Linked DNA regions of Sus scrofa: all the other regions are linked to region 2. Evidence: chromatin contacts called from public Hi-C data. All regions are on one chromosome and are shown on one strand. The core of a region is the stretch at or near the end of the contact, and the rest is flanking DNA. Distances in the headings are between cores, read along the strand shown. Region 1 holds the start of FUT2 (fucosyltransferase 2). Region 2 holds the start of CA11 (carbonic anhydrase 11). Region 3 holds the start of MAMSTR (MEF2-activating motif and SAP domain-containing transcriptional regulator).

The links. Hi-C and Micro-C count contacts between places; a contact is called where the count stands out from the background.
Region 1: a Hi-C map of epiblast stem cells shows a contact between it and region 2, with 5 times the contacts expected there. The contact joins the promoter of FUT2 here to the promoter of CA11 in region 2. A contact is called at or near these places in 3 of 47 Hi-C or Micro-C datasets (embryonic fibroblasts, epiblast stem cells and skeletal muscle).
Region 3: a Hi-C map of skeletal muscle shows a contact between it and region 2, with 4 times the contacts expected there. The contact joins the promoter of MAMSTR here to the promoter of CA11 in region 2. A contact is called at or near these places in 1 of 5 promoter capture datasets (fetal skeletal muscle), 20 of 47 Hi-C or Micro-C datasets (alveolar macrophages, brain, embryonic fibroblasts and 12 more) and 1 of 2 datasets of contacts at active chromatin or transcription factors (skeletal muscle).

What each region holds. Positions count from the first base shown.
Region 1 is chr6:54,032,661-54,036,037 of Sscrofa11.1, forward strand. It overlaps FUT2 (fucosyltransferase 2), which reads left to right and starts at 2,006. Exons shown (of 2, transcript NM_214069.1): 1 at 2,006-2,106.
Region 2 is chr6:53,996,607-54,000,181 of Sscrofa11.1, forward strand. CA11 (carbonic anhydrase 11) reads right to left here and starts at 2,038. Exons shown (of 9, transcript NM_001004038.1): 1 at 1,949-2,038; 2 at 1,784-1,858; 3 at 921-1,063. The coding sequence starts at 2,015. It overlaps LOC110261016 (a long non-coding RNA gene), which reads left to right. Exons shown (of 3, transcript XR_002344719.1): 2 at 248-367.
Region 3 is chr6:54,056,743-54,060,248 of Sscrofa11.1, forward strand. It overlaps MAMSTR (MEF2-activating motif and SAP domain-containing transcriptional regulator), which reads right to left and starts at 1,317. Exons shown (of 9, transcript XM_021094689.1): 1 at 1,076-1,317; 2 at 420-597. The coding sequence starts at 567. RASIP1 (ras-interacting protein 1) reads right to left here. Exons shown (of 13, transcript XM_003127281.5): 12 at 2,947-3,094; 13 at 2,006-2,421. The coding sequence ends at 2,222. The region is part of intron 1 of LOC102161741 (a long non-coding RNA gene); the gene reads left to right.

The DNA.
Region 1 (3,377 bases), core at 756-3,255, 36 kb after region 2:
TATGAAGCCATCGGCCAGTGGCCGTTTTTATACCATGGAAATTAGCAAATGCTACCAAGCAGGATTTTCTTCTTCAGAGAGCTGGTTACTAAGCATTTACCTGTGCAGCCCTGGTCCTGAGAGAGCAGAGGGTTAGGGCAACAGTTCTCAAATCAAGGGAGTGCTGTCCCCTGGGGGGTATTCTGGGAATCCATGGGGTCCTTTCTCGTTTGCACAGTGGTTGTCCAGCCCTAGCCCTGTGCTTAGTGACCGAGGGCCAGGGCTGTTAAAAGCTACGCAGTGAAGAATCCCCATGACTCTGGAACAGCCTGTTAGACATTCGTACAGGTGAAAACGCTGCTTACATGTGTCTAAGCTCTGACTCTGCTTTCCATGTGTTATAAGCTTCCCCGGAGTGTCTGTTGTGGCACAGAGGAAGCAAAACCAACTAGGAACCGTGAGGTTGCAGGTTCGACCCCTGGCCTCGCTCGGTGGGTTGTGGATCCGGTGTTGATGTGAGATGGTGTAGATCACAGACATGGCTCGATCTGGTGTTGCTGTGGCTGTGGTGTAGACCAGCAGCTGTAACTCTGATTAGATCTCTAACCTGGGAACTGGGAATCTCCATATGCCCCGGGTGCAGCTCTAAAAAAGAGGAAAACAAAAAAAGTTTCCCCTCTGGGCTGCTCTTCTCTGTCAGGGACTCGCTGGGGAAACCAGCAGCCCCTCGTCTGGTAGGCCGGCTCCCACGTTCTGGACTTGGCTGCTGTGTCCTCATGGTGTTGCTTCCCTGGCAACTTTTCCCTCCCGTTTTCTGAAAACTGGAGATAGCAGGGAGAGGCCTTTCTTTTTTCTTTTTGGCGGTGTTGGGCTGAAGTAGGCATTTCTAGTTGGTGCAGGGACCTCCTGTCACCTCTCTGGAGGGGGTGCAGCGGGGCTGCTCGTCTTTCAGTGTTAGGACTGCCGGGTGCTCTGGAGATGCCCACTTCATCCCTCCCCAGTAAAGCTCCCCCCCAGTCTCGCGTCTGATTTTGGCAGCTGTAGACAAGCATTTCCCGGACCCATAATTACCATTAAGAGATGCAAACCAGGAGTTCCCGTCGTGGCGCAGTGGTTAACGAATCCGACTAGGAACCATGAGGTTGCTGGTTCGGTCCCTGCCCTTGCTCAGTGAGTTAACGATCTGGCGTTGCCATGAGCTGTGGTGTAGGTTGCAGACGCGGCTCGGATCCCGCGTTGCTGTGGCTCTGGCGTAGGCCGGTGGCTACAGCTCCAATTCGACCCCTAGCCTGGGAACCTCCATATGCCGCAGGAGCAGCCCAAGAAATAGCAAAAAAGAAAAAAAAAAAAAAAAAAAAAGAGAGATGCAAGCCAGCAGAATGGTCATTTCCTAAGAGAATCTTTTTTTTATTATTATTTTTATGGCCGCACCTGCCAGCCTACACCACAGCTGTGGCAAGGCCAGGGATCGAACCCGCATCCTCATGGGCACTCTGTTGGGTTTTTAACCCCCTAAGCCACAACAGGGGCAGCTGAGAACCGTTTGTGAAGTGAGTGCAGCTGAGAAGAGTGGCTACCTGCCAGGTGTTTTCCAAGATTCCGGCCTGCCTGGTTTTGTATTCCATGGCCAGTATTGTATTTCTGGCCATGTGACCTTGGGCAAGTCTCTTGGCCTCTCTCTGTCAGTTTTCCCCGCTTTACCGAGGGGCACAGGGTGTTGTGGCTCTCACAGAGTTGTGAAGGTGGGATGAGGTTGGTAGGCCAGTAAGTGCTAACAGTTGTGAGAAATCACTGCGGGCCTCACTGCGGGCGGAGGAGGAGCGGGCCCATTCCGCCTGGGTGGCCCTCCTCCAGGCTGCCCTCCTCCAGGCTGCCCTCCTCCAGGTTGCCCGGCCACGGAGCCCTAGTCCCTGCAGCGCTGGGGGAGGAGGGAGGAAGACGGAGGGGCTCTGGGCTCACCTGGCTGGGGCAGCCTGGCCACCCCGCCTACCCCTGGAGTAGATCTTGGGCGGGGTTTTCAGCCCTTGGTGCTGGAAGGTTCGAGAGATTCAGAGAGAGGAGTCGACCCGAGGGGAGGGAGCCTGCTGAGCTGCCAGCAGCGCCACTTTGCCTTCCAGCCAGAACCAGGTGAGAGATGGCGAGTGGGGGGCGCTCCCTGCACCGCAGCTCACACTCGCGTACACACACACACACACACACTCACACACGGCAGAGAGCTGGGAAGAGGCTTGACCCCTGGGATTCAGGGCCAAGTGGAGACTCAACCGGCCACTCCTTGGCCTCTGACCCGCTCTGGGATGGACCCCGCCTCGGGGCCTCCACCTCCTCTGCCCCAGCGCACCGGCCCCCTGACCTCCCGGTCAGCCCCCAGCACCCTCCTCAGCCCCCATCACCTTCCTTCCCAGCAGACCTGTTGTTAGCACCCGGTCCCCTCCGTCACCGCCGCGCTCCCCATCCCCACCCGAGGCCACCAGCTCCCACCCTCCTTCCTGTCCTCGGTTTCCTCCGAGAGTGAGAGGCCAGAACAGGGTCCGCAGTCCCTGGAGCGGCCCAGAGCCGAGCCCCTGTGGGCGCCCCGCGCAGGCCTGCCCTGGCGCCGCCCGGGAGGTGGCCGGCTCCCTGGCTCCCCAGTTCTATCCTGATTCAGCCTTTCTGTTCGGGGTTTCAAGGTGGGAGCCCCACTTTCTGTCTTAGGCTCTTCCCCAGCGCTCCTGCTTAGAGTGTGAATTTCAGGTGGGGGAGAAGCCGGGCGGACCTGCCGGAGCCGGTGTGGGTGGGGAGGAACCTGCAGCCCGGCGGGCCCTGAGCTGCGGGAGAAGGAGGGCGGGGGGCGCCTTCCGAGCGGGAACAGGACTCGCTCATCACTGGGTGTGACTGGGCTGGGCCTGAGGAAGGGGAGGGGGGCGGTTTGAGCTGAGGCGGGATAGGGCTAGCTCTGGTTGGGAACAGATGCTGAGGGCTGAGGGGGGCAGAGGAGAGGCACAGAGGCTGCGGCTGGCCTCCAGGAGGGAAGAGGGTGAGGCTAGGCCTGGAACAGAGAGAAGGGGATGGGAACTAGAAAGTTGAAAATAAATGCTGGGCAGGTTTTTGTGCCCCCCCCGCCCCATTTTCCTGAGGGACCTGGAGCTTGGTTCAAAGTTGGGGCTCTCTTCTGTTCTATATCCTATGGCAACCTCTCCCCACCATGGGATGACTCCCTGGGGTCCCGGATGGCGGAAGGGACCTTGAGCCGTCCAGTGAGGACCGAGGGCCAAAAGAGAGAGGGGATGGATTTCCTGACCTCTGACGACTAGAGGGAAAGGCAGGCTCCTTCCATTTGCCAGAAGCTGCAGAGCCTTCCTGCTGGCAGGGCTCCCCTTGCCCGCAGGGGGTCCTCTCCTGGTCTCCAACCTCCCAGC
Region 2 (3,575 bases), core at 788-3,287:
GGGACCAGAGCCCAGTGAGCAAAGGAGAGGGTGGTGATGGGAGCCAGATGGTGCAGGGCCTTGTGGGCAACAATGGGGCACTTTGTATTTTTATTTCAATAATTGAATATATATATAACACATTTGGCACAGTGCGGGGTACACGGTAAATGCTGTATAAGTGTTTGCTGTTACGACTTATCCTAATAGAAGGATTTTGAGCCCGAGAGTGGTATGATCCAGTTTGTGTTTTTAAACATCTCTCTAGCTGTGGGATGGAGAATGGATTGCAGGAGGCAGAGAAGCAGGCCAGCAGGGATTCTATGGCATCAATCCAGGTGCAAGATGATGGCAGTGGAGAGACCAGAAGTGAAATGCTATTTAGCAGGTAGGCTAGAAAGGGCACCGGTAGCAAGTGGGAGTGAGGGAGGAAATGGGAGGGGGAAGAGCTCGGAGACTTGGCTGGGGCCACTGAGTGAAGGGTGGTGCCAGCTCTTATAAGAAACAGTATTGCAGTGGAGGGAAGAGCATGGATTCTGGGACCACACTGCCTAGGTCTGAATCCCAGCCTTGGCACTCTCTAGCTGTGTGACCTCAGGCAAGTGACTTCACCTCTCTGTGCCTCAGTTTCTGCATCCCTAAAATAAGAATAACAATAGCATCTATTTCATGGAGTTGTGAAGATGAGACGATTTATCAGGTTCGAAAACAGTGCCTGGCACGGGAGATGGTCTGTCTTACCATTGCTTCCAAGAGATGGAAAGACTAGGAGGCCATGTTTGGAGAGGGAAGAATCAGGGATCCATTTAAGGGTGGACAGCGCCTCCTCTCTGCTCAGTGTAGGGCTCCTTCCCCCAGGCTAGCCTCCCAGCTCATGCCCCACCCCCGACCCCAACTCAAGCCCAGTGGGGTTTGGTAACCCCTCCCAACAGGCCACTTACCTTCTCTCCCCCAGTGCTGAGTCTCAGTGGGGGCAGAAAGGGGTCGTAAAGGACCCTCTTCAGCTCCACATCCACAGGGCTCTGCCGCTTCCCCACAGCACACAGACTCCAGGCTGCGTTCACCAGGCCCCAGAAGGGAGGCCCTGGGAGCAGAGGTGGGGCAGGGAGGAAAGGGAGTCAGAAGTAGGGACTAGATCTCAGTGCTGGGATCTGCTGGGAAGGCTGTGGTTTCCTGACTTTGAGGGAGGAGGTGGCTGAAATGCAGAGTCCTGGGTCCTAGAAGACTCTTAGAGGAGTTTCCTATACCGCCCCCCTACCCCCAACACCTCCAAGCCTCTCTTTGATCAAACCTATCATCAATGGTCTTTGGGGAAGAAACTACAACTCCCAGCAGTCTGTGAGGTGGCCAGCCTACCCATCCCCTGCCTGCTTGCCCCAGAGCCCATGGGAGTTGTAGTTCTTCAGTCTCCCTTATCCCACAGCTGGTTGATGAATGTACTGGGGAGAAGGAGTTGCAAGAGAGGGCTGGACCAGGTGGAGAACCGGGCCCCGAACCTCTGGTTCTCAGTACGAGCCAGGACCTACCTGGTCTTTCCCAGCAAGCACACACACACTCTTCCACCCCCACACTCCCTTGCCTTCCACTCACTCCCACTCCCGACTCGAAATGCGCATGTATAATGTCCCATGCTGAGCCACCCGGGGTCAGAGGCTGGGCCTCCGGAGGGAGGAAGGAAGGGGCTAGGACTCCTGGGTCCTGGGGATGGGGGGGGGGGCGGGGGGGGGCAGGGGAGGAGCGGACTCCGGGGTCTCAGGAGGAAAGCCTGGCTGCCCAGACGCCTGGGTCCCCGCCCTGGCTGCACCTGGCACGAAGTTTCCCTGGAGATTATCCTTGTAGCTCCACCAGTCCTCTGGGTCAGGTGCGGGTCCGATGTGAGCTGGGGAGACAGCGGCTTGAAACCCTCTCCTGGACACCCCACCCCCACCCCTCCCTGAGGGGCTCCTGCCCCGACCCCCCCAGGCCTTACCTGCCGCCCCCAGTACTGCCCAGAGTACCAGCGCTCGAGGGGCGCTCAGACGAGCTGCACCCCCCATCCCGGGGAAGCCTCGGGGCGACCCCTATCCCAATGCCCTGACCCCCAACCCCCCAGCTCCTTCCCTTCTCTGTGGAACCCCGACCCCCCAAGGACTTGCAGCCTTCCTCTCCTCCACACGGGGAGCCCCAGTTCCCAATTTCTGAGGCAGCCGGGGACTGAGACCCCCCTACCCCACCCACTCCCCTGCTCCTTCTCGGCGTGTCTCCTTCCTCGCCTCTCTCCCCAAGCCCTCGAGTCTCCCTCTGTCTCCCGGTCTTCCTACTCCTCTCCTCTGCCTTCTGCTTTTCCCTCGGGTTACCCCTGGGCTTCTAACCCACACCCCCCTCTTCGCTCTCTTTTCATTAAGCTCTCCCCAGCCTCCTAACTCCATGTCTCCATCCTGCTTCTCTCACCTCCTCCTCCTCCCTCTCTCCCTCCTCTGCTCCTGCCTCTTCCTTCTCCCCTTCTTCTCCTCCTCACTCTCTCCCTCTCGGCCTCCCGCTGCCCCCTCTCTCTCTCCCCCCACCTCCTCCTCTCCTGCCTCTTCTGTTTCTCTGTCTCGCTCTTCTCCCTCCCCCCCTTCTCTCTCTTGCTGTTATTTAATTTTTCTGTTGGGGGGGGCTCTCACAGCAGCGAGCACCCCTCCCTGGGCTGGTGTGTGTGGGTGGTGGTGGAGGGAGTACTCCCAGGGGCAGGATAGAGAGGTTGTTGGGGGGGGGGACTCGTCCCCAGCTCCCAGCCGCGCTGGGGCCACGGGGGCGGGGGTGGCCCGGACACCTGGGGCCCAAGAGCTGGCAGTTTCCATCCTCCGCAGAAGGGGGAAGGGGGGGGCCCTTAAGGTGGAGCTGGGAGAGTCCTCGGGTGTCTCCACGCTCAGGGCCACTGGCCCTGAAGGATCCGGGATCCCCCAGCTCGCAGGGACCCAGGTGCGAGCCTGCACAGCGCCTGCAGCCCCCCGCCGGATGCATCACCCAAGCCTCCACCAGGGGCTCCCTTAACCCGGCTAGGGGATCCCCTGGGAGACCGGAGTGCGGTGTGGGCCGCTGACCAGGAGGGGGAGGCAGAGACTTGGAGAGAGAGTGGGGGAGCGGGAGGAGGCAGGAGGAGGAGCCGGGGAGGCTGAGGCAAGAGAGCAGAGGTGAGGTCAGGGAGCTGCGGAGGCTTGAGGAGGAAGAGGAGCCTGAGATGGGGAGATTTGGCAGGAGACGCAGGGTAGAAAATAAACAGGCAGGGAGGTGGGGGCAGCCGCGGGAGACCAGAGAGAGGGGGAAAGAGAGAGAGAGAAAGAGAGAGAGAGACCTGGGACATACAGTGAATGCAAGAGATGCAGAAACTGATAAGATACACAGAGACAGAGACCCCCAGAATGACAGGGGGGAAAAAAATACAGAATGAGACAGATAACAGGTGGAGGCAGAGAAAGATACAGACACACACACTTAGAGATAGAAGCAGAGAGATGCACACTGCAGGTTAGAGATGGAAGAGCAAGATGCCAGGCCCAAGGTGGGTGGGGAGGGGCAGAAACAGAAAAAGATCTCAAGACAGAGGAGTTCCGGTCATGCCTCAGTGGTTAATG
Region 3 (3,506 bases), core at 67-2,566, 59 kb after region 2:
ACATGCAGTGCACCCTTTGACCCTTTCGAGGCTTCCCAACTCACTGTCCCCTCCCTCACCCACAGTTCCACACCGGGCACTCTGAAGTCCCAGCGCTGGGTGCTCCTCCTCTTTGCACAGTATCAGTTTAAACCCCTCTGCCTTTACGGTACCGGCCCTCTGCACACCCACCCCAAGTCTACTCCCCACTGTTCGAGTGAGCATCGCACTAGCCATTTGTACACTCACTGTCCACAACTCGACTGCTTTGCTGGAGCTTCCTTTATACACACAAATTATCTTTTGCACAGAAAACATATGTCTCCTGGGTGTAACCACCCCCCTCCCATCTCACCGCCGCCGTGCACACTCCCAGAGTCAGATTATGTCCCCAGGACCGGGGGACCCCTCCCCTACATTCATTGAGAGAAGCTTCTCACCCGATCGGAACTTGGAACGAATGATTTGGGAGCGCTGGGAGGAAGCCGCCAGGGTCATTGCCAAGGCTGGTCGGGGACCTGGACTGGGGAGGGCAGGGCCCCCACAGGAGGCAGGGTCAGAGTGGAGGTCAGAAGGCGTCCCCCGCATGTGAACACAGCAGGGAAAGGGCCTAAGGAACTTAGAGAAGGGGGAGGCCTTGAGTGGTATCTTCTGAATCCTGGGGAAGGAGGCGACTGGGGGCCCAGACTCCTGGGTGTGAGAGACCAGAGGGCTGGGGACCAGGACTTCTGGGTGTGAGGGAGAAGGGGCTGAAGGCCCCAATCCTGGAGCCTGAGGGAGAAAGGACCTGAAGTCTGGGGCTCCTGGGTCCTAAGAAGGAGGGCACTGGTGGCCTGGACCCCAGATCTGTGAAAGGGGAGGAAGGAAAAGGGGATGAAGGGCAGGAACTCAATACTCCGAGGGGCCTAAAATCTAACCAACAGCCTTGATCAAGGGCAGGTCCCAGGGGAGCAGAATGGTCTCTGCCTCCTGCTTTTTAGAAGGGCGTGGGTGGATGTCAGCCACCACGGTCGATGGGGAAGGGACTGGGATCAGAGAGGTGACAGAAGAGTTAGGGCGGGTTCCCCTCCCACCCCGCACCCCAGGGGCTTCTCACCAGGTGGGCTCTGCGCAGTCGTGCTTTGCAGCCGCTTCAGTCCCGCGATCTAAGCCAGAGGCCGCAGGCCCCGCCCCACCAGCCTTTAGGGGGCGCGTCGAGAGCGGTGGAGGCTGGCGGGGGAGACCGGAGCCCCTCCTGGCATCCCGAGAAGGGGCGGGAGCACGGGCTGCGAGGGCCTGGGGCGGGACTGACGTCGGGGTTCCTGCCTCCTCCTCCTCCGCCTCCTGGAGTGGGGCGGGGCAGCGGGGGTCGGACTGACAGAAGCAGGTGCCAGGAGAGGGGCTCAGGGTGAGCAGCAGCGGCAGGTGGTCGTGCCCCGGCCTTGCAGGCAGGTGCCACCTGTCGCTTACTTTTTCCCTGACGCAGCAGCGGGAGTCGGATTCAGGGGAGTGAAAAGTTCAAACTGGAGCCCTGGATTCCTGGTTCTGATGGAGGAGGGAGCTGGGGACCTGATTTCTGCGTTCGAAGAGAAAGGGCCGGGGACTTGGACTCCTGGGCCTGAAGGAGTGGGTTGGGAGCTCCGTACTCTCGGGTGTGAAGGAAGAGGGATTCCAGAACAGGGACAAGAGGTGCTGAGACTGACTCATCGGTGTGCTCGACAGGCAGAAAGGGCCAGAAGGGACTTGGAAACCCAGACACCTGGGTCTGAGAGAGGAGTATGGGCTTCGGAGGTCACCCTTCAAGTGTTGGCTATTTCCCACTGGCAGGACTGATCTTTGGCAGAACAAGTTTAAAGCCCTGTCCTTAAATGCATGGGAGGCCCCCGTGCTCCTGGGTTGGATTACATGTAAGAGGGCAAGCTGAGGCCGTGGCTATAAATACCTCGGCGAACTCGGCAGGAGCCCAACACTCCCGGCAAGGGCCCTGATGCCTCATTTCACAGAAAATCAATATCACCACCGCTCCCAAGTCTTAACAAGTGAGACGTTGCCAATCCGACAGATACCTTTATTGCTGCTGGTACTCAAATCCCAAACCCATCTTCCCATTGTCCCATCCTCTACTACTCCAGAACTCAAACTCCCAGTATTCCACGCGGGGGAAAAAAAACTACAATTCCCAGAAAGCTTTGCGCTCGGGTGGGCTCTAGTGGCTAGAAGCCAAGGAATTTTCAAGGTTCGCGCGTTCGTTCGATATGGGTGTTCAAGGAGGCGTGGTCACGGGAGGTCCGTGGCGATGATTGGCTGGTAGTTCCTGCTGCTCAAGGTCCCAGAGGAGGCGGCGGAGCCTGCGCAATTCACGATGCAGGGCGTCGTCGGTCACCGGACCGGTGAGGCAGAGGCGCGAGCTGCCCAAGGGCAGGATGAGGGGAGGGTGGGAGGAGAAGCTTTCGAAGATGTCCCCTATGAGACCGAAGAACAAGGAGTTAAGCTCTGAAAATGGGCATGAGGCAGCAGTGTCGGGGAGAGCCGAGGCTGCGTCACACCCGAAGGAAGGAAAAACTTAACACCCCCCACCAGCAACTCCTGTAGCAGGGTCCCCACAAAGGCTCCCCTTGGGGTGCCCAAGCATCATGGGAATTGTGGTTCAGACTATGCAAGGCCACTGTGGCCTGGGAAATGGGCGACCTGGTTGGGTTCTTGGATCCGTAAGGAAGGGCTGGGCACTTCATTTCACAGATTCCTTAGAGTGGAGAGGCCTGGAATCTGGCCTCCTAGGTGAAGGGGGTAATTTGCGGGGGAAAGAGGCTGAGGGCTGAACCCCTGTATCCTGAAGGAGAATCCTGTATCCTGGGATCCAGCACTTAGATCCTGGGAGGAGGAAAGGGTTTGGGTCCAGAATCCTGATCAGAAGGCTGTGGATTGCTAGGTTCTCAGGACCTAGAGAAAGCTGACAGTCCCAATGCCTGTGTCCCGATTTCTCCCCACCTGTGTCCACAGCATCCCGCTCTGCAGAGGGAGGATCCCAGGCAGGTGGAGGCCCGCGGCCAGGACCCAGCTGGTAATGGCTGAGCAAATGGTGGAGCTGAGCAGGGGTCAGTGTGGGATGGTCAGTTCGTAGGCTGCTCCACGAAGCCTGGTGGGAAAATGGGATGAGAGATCCTGAGGAAGGCCCTCCATAGAGGGCATGGATGTAGTGGGTAGACAGTGGTGTCTGTGCGGTGTCTTCTGGGCACTGTGAGGCCTGTTGTCACCAAAGAGATGGTGGGGAAAGGGCACACGCTCGGCTTTAAAAAAGAAAAATGTGTCTGCTTCAGAATACATGGGGAGGTAGGTGTGGGTGGAGAAGAACAAAACTGACCATTAATTTATGTTACTGTGTGCAGAGGTGTTGTTATCTACTATGGCTACTTTTCGGATCTGTTTGAAAATTTCTTTTTCATTTTTTAAATTTTTAAAAATTTTTTGCCATTTGTTGGGCCGCTCCTGTGGCATATAGAGGTTCCAGGCTAGGGGTCTAATTGGAGCTGTGGCTGCTGGCCTACGCC